3 separate regions of the Rattus norvegicus genome follow, and all the other regions are linked to region 1. The links are chromatin contacts, called in public Hi-C maps. All regions are on one chromosome and are shown on one strand. The core of a region is the stretch at or near the end of the contact, and the rest is flanking DNA. Distances in the headings are between cores, read along the strand shown. Region 1 has its middle 43 kb from the start of Laptm4a. Region 2 overlaps Sdc1 (syndecan 1). Region 3 has its middle 42 kb from the start of Sdc1.

The links. Hi-C and Micro-C count contacts between places; a contact is called where the count stands out from the background.
Region 2: a contact with region 1 is called in a Hi-C map of liver, with 8 times the contacts expected there. The contact joins two enhancer-like sites. A contact is called at or near these places in 2 of 12 Hi-C or Micro-C datasets (kidney and liver).
Region 3: a Hi-C map of liver shows a contact between it and region 1, with 5 times the contacts expected there. The contact joins two enhancer-like sites. A contact is called at or near these places in 3 of 12 Hi-C or Micro-C datasets (kidney, liver and mammary epithelial cells).

The regions. Positions count from the first base shown.
Region 1 is chr6:37,393,904-37,396,411 of GRCr8, reverse strand. No RefSeq gene overlaps it. Among named protein-coding and RNA genes, the nearest start is that of Laptm4a, 43 kb to the left of the region's middle. Within about 2 kb of position 1,256, at least 2 of the 93 cell types and tissues checked have an H3K27ac peak or open chromatin away from gene starts, as enhancers often do. A contact at or near this core is called in kidney and liver, where this site is marked.
Region 2 is chr6:37,303,064-37,305,571 of GRCr8, reverse strand. Sdc1 (syndecan 1) reads right to left here. Exons shown (of 5, transcript NM_013026.2): 5 at 1,069-2,508. Among named protein-coding and RNA genes, the nearest start is that of Sdc1, 22 kb to the right of the region's middle. Within about 2 kb of position 1,256, at least 5 of the 93 cell types and tissues checked have an H3K27ac peak or open chromatin away from gene starts, as enhancers often do. A contact at or near this core is called in kidney and liver, where this site is marked.
Region 3 is chr6:37,323,221-37,325,728 of GRCr8, reverse strand. No RefSeq gene overlaps it. Among named protein-coding and RNA genes, the nearest start is that of Sdc1, 42 kb to the right of the region's middle. Within about 2 kb of position 1,253, at least 8 of the 93 cell types and tissues checked have an H3K27ac peak or open chromatin away from gene starts, as enhancers often do. A contact at or near this core is called in liver, where this site is marked.

The sequences.
Region 1 (2,508 bases), core at 7-2,506:
TACAGGTGACAGTCGCCCACCTTAGTGGTAGACGGGACTGCTGATCTCTGCAGCCCTATACTGAGGACCTGAAAATCTCAGTAGCTGCCCCACATGGGGACAAGGGCCACACCTCGACAGGGCAGAGCTTTGAAATCTACAAAATTTGTCTCTCTCTACAAAATTATCTAAAGGAAACAAAATAATATACCCTTTGTCAACTGGAAGACTTAACTAAAGCATTTATTTCTGGTTCCCCAAATGCTCTCTGTGTGTGTTCTTATATAGGAGTTGCCCATGTTATTAGCATTTTAGGGATGAAGACAGATGACTCACTGGGGGGTCAGGAAAAGATCAGGGGTTAATGTCAAGTGTCTTGCCATCTAGTAACACCACATGTCTACCTCTGCCCAGGCTGACTTAGAGTACCAGACGAGGGCCTCTATCCTGATACTGCAAGGAATCATCTTCCTCAGAAGTCCACCCTGCTCCACTGCCCACTGCCCCTAGGCCAGCAAGCATGGCCCCCATCCTGTTTTCTCATCAGCCTGTTTCAGTGCTAGCAACCACCGGTTCCATTCTTGTTGGTTTATCCACTCGGTCTCCTCAGGGATGGGCTGGGCTGAGCACTCGTGCCATGAGCACCTATAACTCAAGAGTTAAACGTTTACCCAGAGTCAGTGTGGCACAGTGGATAAACTTCCTGGGTTCAAATTCCATCTCTGCTTTTGTTAGTTGTGTAATCTAGAGAAAGTGATTTAACATCACTGGGTTCCTGCTCTGTAAAATGGGGGTCACAAGTGATTAAATAAATAAAAATTTCTCTCTCTCTCTCTCTCTCTCTCTCTCTCCCTCTGATGCATACTCCACAGTGTATACATAGAAGACAAAGAAGGACAACTCACAGCCCTTTCATGTCTCCGTGTGGCTCCTGAGAATCAAACTCCGGTCCCCAGGCTTGGCAGCAAGTGTCTTTACCCTCTGAACTCTGTCAGCTCCCATTGTGATGTCTTAACTCACAGTGACGACCATCAAATAAACCAGTATGTACATGTGACCTTTGGTAGTGCCCAGAAATGAATGGATATTCAACAAATCGGTTATCATTGTTGACGTGTCATCTTTGTACGCTGTCTCAAACCCTTCCATCACCATAATCCTAGGTATAAAGAATCTCGGTGTCACACCGATTCAGCAAAGTGCTTGGTCTGCTTGCTTCCTAACTTGAGCTCTTGAAGCACAGAAAGTGACTGATCCAAGGACACAGCACCAGAAGGTGGCAGAGTTGGGACAGTGAGTGCCTGACTGAGGAGTCAGGAAACTTCCACTACATCATGACTGCCTATCTTGGAAATGTTAGAGTGCCTTAAAGCTTTTTGACAACTGGAATTCCTAATTTCAAATCTGCTAGAGGGTCAGGGTAGCAGTTAAATTGGCAGAGTCTTCAACAAGCCCTAGGTTTGATCCTCAGCACTGCATGAACCAGGCATGATGGCGCATGCCTGGTAATCCTGGCATTTGGGAGGCCAGAAGATCGGAAGTTCAAGATCACCCTTGGCTGTAGGGGGGAGGGAATTTGAGGCCAGCCTGGGAGGGAGGGAAGGAGAGAGAAAGGGAGAGAAAAGGAAAGAGAAAGAGAGGGAGGGAGAGAAAGAGGGAGAGAAAGGGGAAGAGAGAGAGAGAGAGAGAGAGAGAGAGAGAGAGGGAGAGGGAGAGGGAGAGGGAGAGGGAGAGGGAGAGGGAGAGAGATTGAGAGAGAAAGGTGGGGGCAATGCCCAGATGTTAGGAACTTTCAGAGCTTGGGATGAAATACTTGGGAGGCGTGAGCTTCCAGGTTTCAGTAGCAGAGACAAGGAGTGTGAACTATTGCTGTTCAGTGCTGTCAACTAATACGCATCACCTTCACCCCTCACACAGGACTACAGATTGCAGAGTGCAGCCACACAGTTCTCACACAGGGCCTTTTGAGCAGTCGCACCTAAGTGCCAGGGCAGGAGACATCCAGAAAGTGTCTTCATTCACATCCTGATGGCTGGTGCTGGTGGTCAGTGAAGACCTAGAGAGGAGCTGTCAGGCAGAACACCCACTTGTGGCCTCCTCAACTAGCCTGGGCTTCCTCATAACATGGCATCTGGTTCCACAAACAAAAAGAGAGGAGGTGAGAGGAGTTCAGGCGTTTGGAGGCAGGGGTCTTTCTTCTGATCTAGCTTCCAAAGTCGTAGAGCCATTGCTCCAGTGACTTCCGCTCACCAAAGCAGTCACAAGGTTTCCCAGCATACGAGAGAGGTGATACCGACCACCACCCAGTAGGAAACACGGAGAAGCACACATGAGATGGATCTGTATACACTGTGTCTCTAAACGCGCTGAAATTGGAAGTGCAACGTCCATTTAAATGCAACGTCAATTTGAAAATGCAGCCCGACATACAAACAGGCTCCTCTGGAAGAACTTTCCACCAGGAAGGAAAAGGTGACTGTACCAATGAGTTTTATGTCAACTTGGCACAGGCTAGAGTCATTAGAGAGG
Region 2 (2,508 bases), core at 7-2,506, 91 kb after region 1:
ACTTGCAGGAGTCTGCTCTCTCTCTCTCTCTCTCTCTCTCTCCCTCCCACCCCCACCACCGAAGTGGGTCTTGGGAACAAACTGGTTGTCAAGAATTGATGGCAAGCACCTTTTTACTTACTGAACCATCTTGCTGGGTGGTTTTGGTTTTTTTTTTTTGGGGGGGGGGGTGTTGGTTTACTTTGGTTTGCTTTTCAGAGACAAGAGTTTCTCTGTGTAGTCCCTTGCTGTCCTGGAACTCACTTTGTAGACCAGGCCAGCCTCAGAGAGAGTTCCACCTGTCTCTGCCTCCCTAGTGCTGGAACTAAAGGCATAGATCACTAACCCCTGACTGCTGGCCCCTCGTTTTTGCTTTTTGAGACAAGATCTCTAAGTTGCCCAAGCTGACCTTGAACTCACTCTTCCAATCACATAAACCTTAAACTGACAAGCTTCCTGCCTAAGCCTAGCAAATTGTTGGGATTACAGGCTCCTGTGTCACCAGGTCCAGGCAATCAGTGCTGGTTTTGGAGATTTAAGCATGGGAGAAGAGCGTCACCCGCTAAGCAGGCTGGAACCTGCAGCCCCCGATGTGTCAACAGGCATAATGGTCCTTCTTGCTCTGCACCACCAAGGACATGCCAGGTGTCGGGGCGGACCTGTACCCTGAGACTGAAGGGAGACATCGAGCTGCACCATAATCTGGGGGCTCCTTGTGGTGTTCTATGCCTTTCCAACTTGCCAGTCTTTTACTGACAATTTTCCCTCGATGTGCAGACAATACTTGTAAGCCTGACACACGAGACTGTTTGCTAGTGAAAGGTTGAGAATTGCCCAATAAGCAAACAGAACAAAAACAAATCCTGAAATTCAGAGTCAGCAGAATCCTCCTGACTTCTATGTGGATGCTATGCACATAGAGGGCTGAACAGGTGCAAAGTCGGAAGTCCTGCCCTGGGGCCTGGGCAAGCATAGAGAGACTGCTGCTATTTGGTACCAAGCCAGAACACAGGCCAGTTAGGCTCCCATTCCAAAAACCAGACAGAGTAGGACATGACCAGACCAAAAAGAAACTCAAGTACACCAAAGTGTCTGCTGTCCAAATGGACACGTACCATTTATTGCAATTATATGAATGGCCCCAGCCTGAGACTTGGACACTGTCTCACAAGCCCTCAGTTGAGTGCTGTCTCAGATCTGACCCCACCCCACCCCACATCACATCCAGCCGTACGATCTGGCAGCAAATTCTGGGATGAAACACAGGGCACAGATCTTTTGTCTAGCCGCGCCACTGAGCAGCCTAGCCAGCAGCTGGAACATCGCTGAGCTAAGTAAGCAAGGAGTCCTCAGAAGTGTCCCAGCAACCATGAGGGATGAAGGCTGTCCCAGGTATCTGCTCTGCAAAGCAAGCTTAGCTGTAGTGACCCCAGGTCAAGATGTGCTAGAGTCCCGATTACTTAAACCATCTAGAAGAACAGACGTCAGGTCCTGCAGAACCTTGGCTGAACCTACCAACTTCCAAAAGAAGTTTAGCCAAAAGAAAAACAAAACAAAACAACAAACCAGCGGAACCCTGGATCCAGGATCCTACCCCTCAGAGGACTGGAGGCACGTAGCCTTGAGCCAAGCTTCTCTGAGCTACCCGGGTTTGGGCAGAGGCTGGCTACGTCTGTACCACCAGCCCAGAGAATAAGAAGCAGAAACAGTAGAGTTCATAGGACTCCTTTATATTAAAGTTTATTACATCTGCAAAATCTACTGTACAGAACCCATTGGATTAAGTAGCGTTTTGCCAAAAGCAAAAGACTCTCACTCTTTGGGAAACATTTCTGACTCCAGCCTGGGAACAGGGCCACAGGAGCTGAAGGTGAACTTGGTTCTTGATGGAGGAGCCAGTGCCAGCCATACTCAAGATGTGTCTTGTCAACTTCCAGGAGAAAGGGTGACCAGAGTTAGTACCAAAGGTGGGAGAGTCTTGGACACCCTTGTCACCCCTCCTCCCAAACTATACAGTCTCCTCCCCTCCATCCCTAGACTAATCTAGGAGGAAGTTCTCACACAGGCTCTTCCAATGTCACAAAGGCCATGGCCCTGAGTCTATGCACACAGGCATGACTGGTCAAGAGGTGGCTACTCCATGGCATCCTGGGCTAGCCAGCCTACTTATGGGCCACCAAAAATGGGGCACCAAACAGATAGTCCATACCCTGTTGCACGCATGAGCGACAAACTCAGAGACAACACACAAACTAAGCCTACGTTTTGGTGTCCGGATTTGGTTCTTCTAGGTTAAAAACAAAAACGAAAATGAAAAGTCTTATTTAACCCCGATGCGGTCTCCCGAATGTAGATTAGGGAAGCGAGGTGGGGACACCAGTCAACTGACTTGCCTTACCCCAGAAGTAAGGTCTGCTGGGGCTCTAAAACAGAAAAATTAGAGGAAACATGTGCAAAACCAAGTTGTCTAAAGTAGACCTCCCCACAATGAGAAGTGAATTCCAAGGAGCCCTGGACTCCTTCCCTACC
Region 3 (2,508 bases), core at 4-2,503, 71 kb after region 1:
TCTGGATGGCTATAATATTTCTTGAAAAACAAGTGCCCTACTGCTTTGGTTTGCAAAGGGGTATCCTTAGTACTATCCAACCATATCTCAACTAATAACAGCATCCTGGGGGGGGGGGTGGGAGGGCTTGAGGTGAGGGGAAAGATTCCAGGTCTCCCATAATCTCTAGATAAGCACCCGCCTCCCACTTAACTATGACGAATGAAGAAATGTTGCAATAATTGTGGGTCTCAGCTGAAGCAGCACTGGGCATCTTCCAGGCCTGTGCTAGGTCCTTCCTGTCTCTTCATGGGCAGGGGGCTGGGGTTCTCTAGACCCAGGGAGTAAACGAGTCCTTGTTGGCCCCCTCGTCTTTCTCACGGACTCAGCCCAGAACCCCTCACTCCACCCCCACACGAGCTGAGAGAATGCCAGTGAGTGTGGGCAGAATTTAATTGCTGGACAAGTCCAGATTTGCGTCTTTGATCTGTAAACCTGGCAGTGCTGGGTGATAGTGAGAGTGTGGGACTCGAGCACAGAGGCACGTAGGGCTAAAATTCACCTTTGTCGCTTATATGGAGTGACCTTGGGCTGGCGCTTCATGTTCAGACCTCCCCCACCCTGGAATCTGAGTGTTCTCATCCAGAGACCTGGGGAGAGCTGTATCCAGTTCACCAGAGGGCACTGAAGGATGCTTAGACAGTGCATACAAACAGGCCAGCCCACCTGCGGTGGTCACTCACCTCCCTTTGGAAAAATAGTTAAGTCCAGCGATGAGTGTTTTAGACCTTGTTCAAGACATTGGGCTTTCTAGTTATTGGCACAGTAGGCACTTTATGATTGCCCTAACCCTCACTACAGTCCTGAGAGGACCGCATCATCACCATCAATAGCACCCTTCCATAGCCCAGGAAGCCAAGGCACAGAGAGACTATGAAGACTGACTACGGTCACCCAGTATACGGGGGAACTGGTGTTTAAGACCTTTGGGCATTGCTGTCTGTCCGAGCAATGCCACTAAATTGCACAAGAGGAAATACTAGAGGCATGTTCTTGCATTCGGTCAGAATGCCTTACCTAAGGTCTACTAAGGAAATAAGAGACGCGGTCTCAGCCCCACTGCAGTGTGTCCTCTTCGGGGTGCAGGGGAGCAGCCTCCACTCAGGCCTGCTGGGTAAGAAAGCTCTACTGAGACCTGGCAGAGGCAACTCTGCCCTGTCATGTCTTTCTCTGCAGCCTGCATGCCAGCCAGGGTGTCTGAACAATGATTAACCAGCAGCGGGCAGGCTGGTGCAGGCTGGGGCGGAACAGCGGGTGAGCTCACCCTTATACAATGGCTGCCACACCCGCCTGTCCGGCTCCAGGGACTCAATAGAGCAGGGCCAGGAGGCTCCCAGAAGCTAGGCAATCAGTCCCAAGAGGGATAAAAGACAGTCAGGCTAGGTGTGACAACTCCGGTCTTTGCTATGCTAGCACCCCTCTGTAGCCTTTAGACATTCCTACCAGGCCTCTCGTGCTGTGGTTTCAGTCTAGCTGGAGATGTCCCATAGACAATGCCATCTGACCACTTTCCACACTGCCTCAGCCATAGAGCATCAGTCCCAAGACTGAATTGGGACAAGCAGGAGCTGCTGGGTCCCAGTCTTCCCAATTCAGGACCTTGGCAGGTGGAGAGCTGGACCCCTCTGCTCTCTGTCCCACCCCCAAGCCTTCTCCATGAGTCTCACCTCTGGTCTGATCACGGGGAAACACAAGTGTGTGCAAGTCCCAGACATGTGCACCCCACACCCAGCCCCTGAGGCCCCCTCCCTGGGAGCACTTCAACTCCTGGGGCCTGCACAGAGGTGGTGAACTCACAGCTCATATGTGCCAAGCCTGCCTACAGCCTCCTGCCGTCTCCACACCTGCCCACTCCACCTCCCTGGAGGCTGGGCCTCTTGTTTGTTGAACGAAGCACTAAGGTCCTTTGTCCTAAATGAACTGCACCACTTCAGGACCAAGCTTCTCAGCTTGGAGGCTGGGAAGACTGCTGCTGGGAGTGGGGCTGTGAGTGATAACTTTCTGTGACGGTGGGAGAGATAGGGATGTTACAGGAGGTGGGGCTGTGGGCTTCTTCCTGCTCCATAACCCTTCCTCAATAAGCAATAAGAGGTACTTCCCGCCGGCCTGATACAGTGTCTGATGAGGGAAAGGATCATATAGGCTTTCTGGGCCTCCAAGGGTCTTCAATGGCTTCTCAACAATAAAAAAAAAAAGGCAAGACAATTCTAAAAAGTTGTTTTAAGACATGTTTTTGTCTCAGATTTACCAGCCTAACCTTGGGAGCGCCTAGTTCCGTGAGACACTTAGAATTCCGTTTCCTGTTTATTCTCCTGCAACCGAAACTTGAAGGACCCGGGCCTTCTTGCTACTTCTCCCCGAAGGATAGCCTCATTTTCCACCTCTGCCTCCTGCAGCCTCTCTCTTCCATTCAGTGCCTCACGGGGCTGTGCCCTGGGATGGAGGGAATTGAATATGCCTGCTATCGTG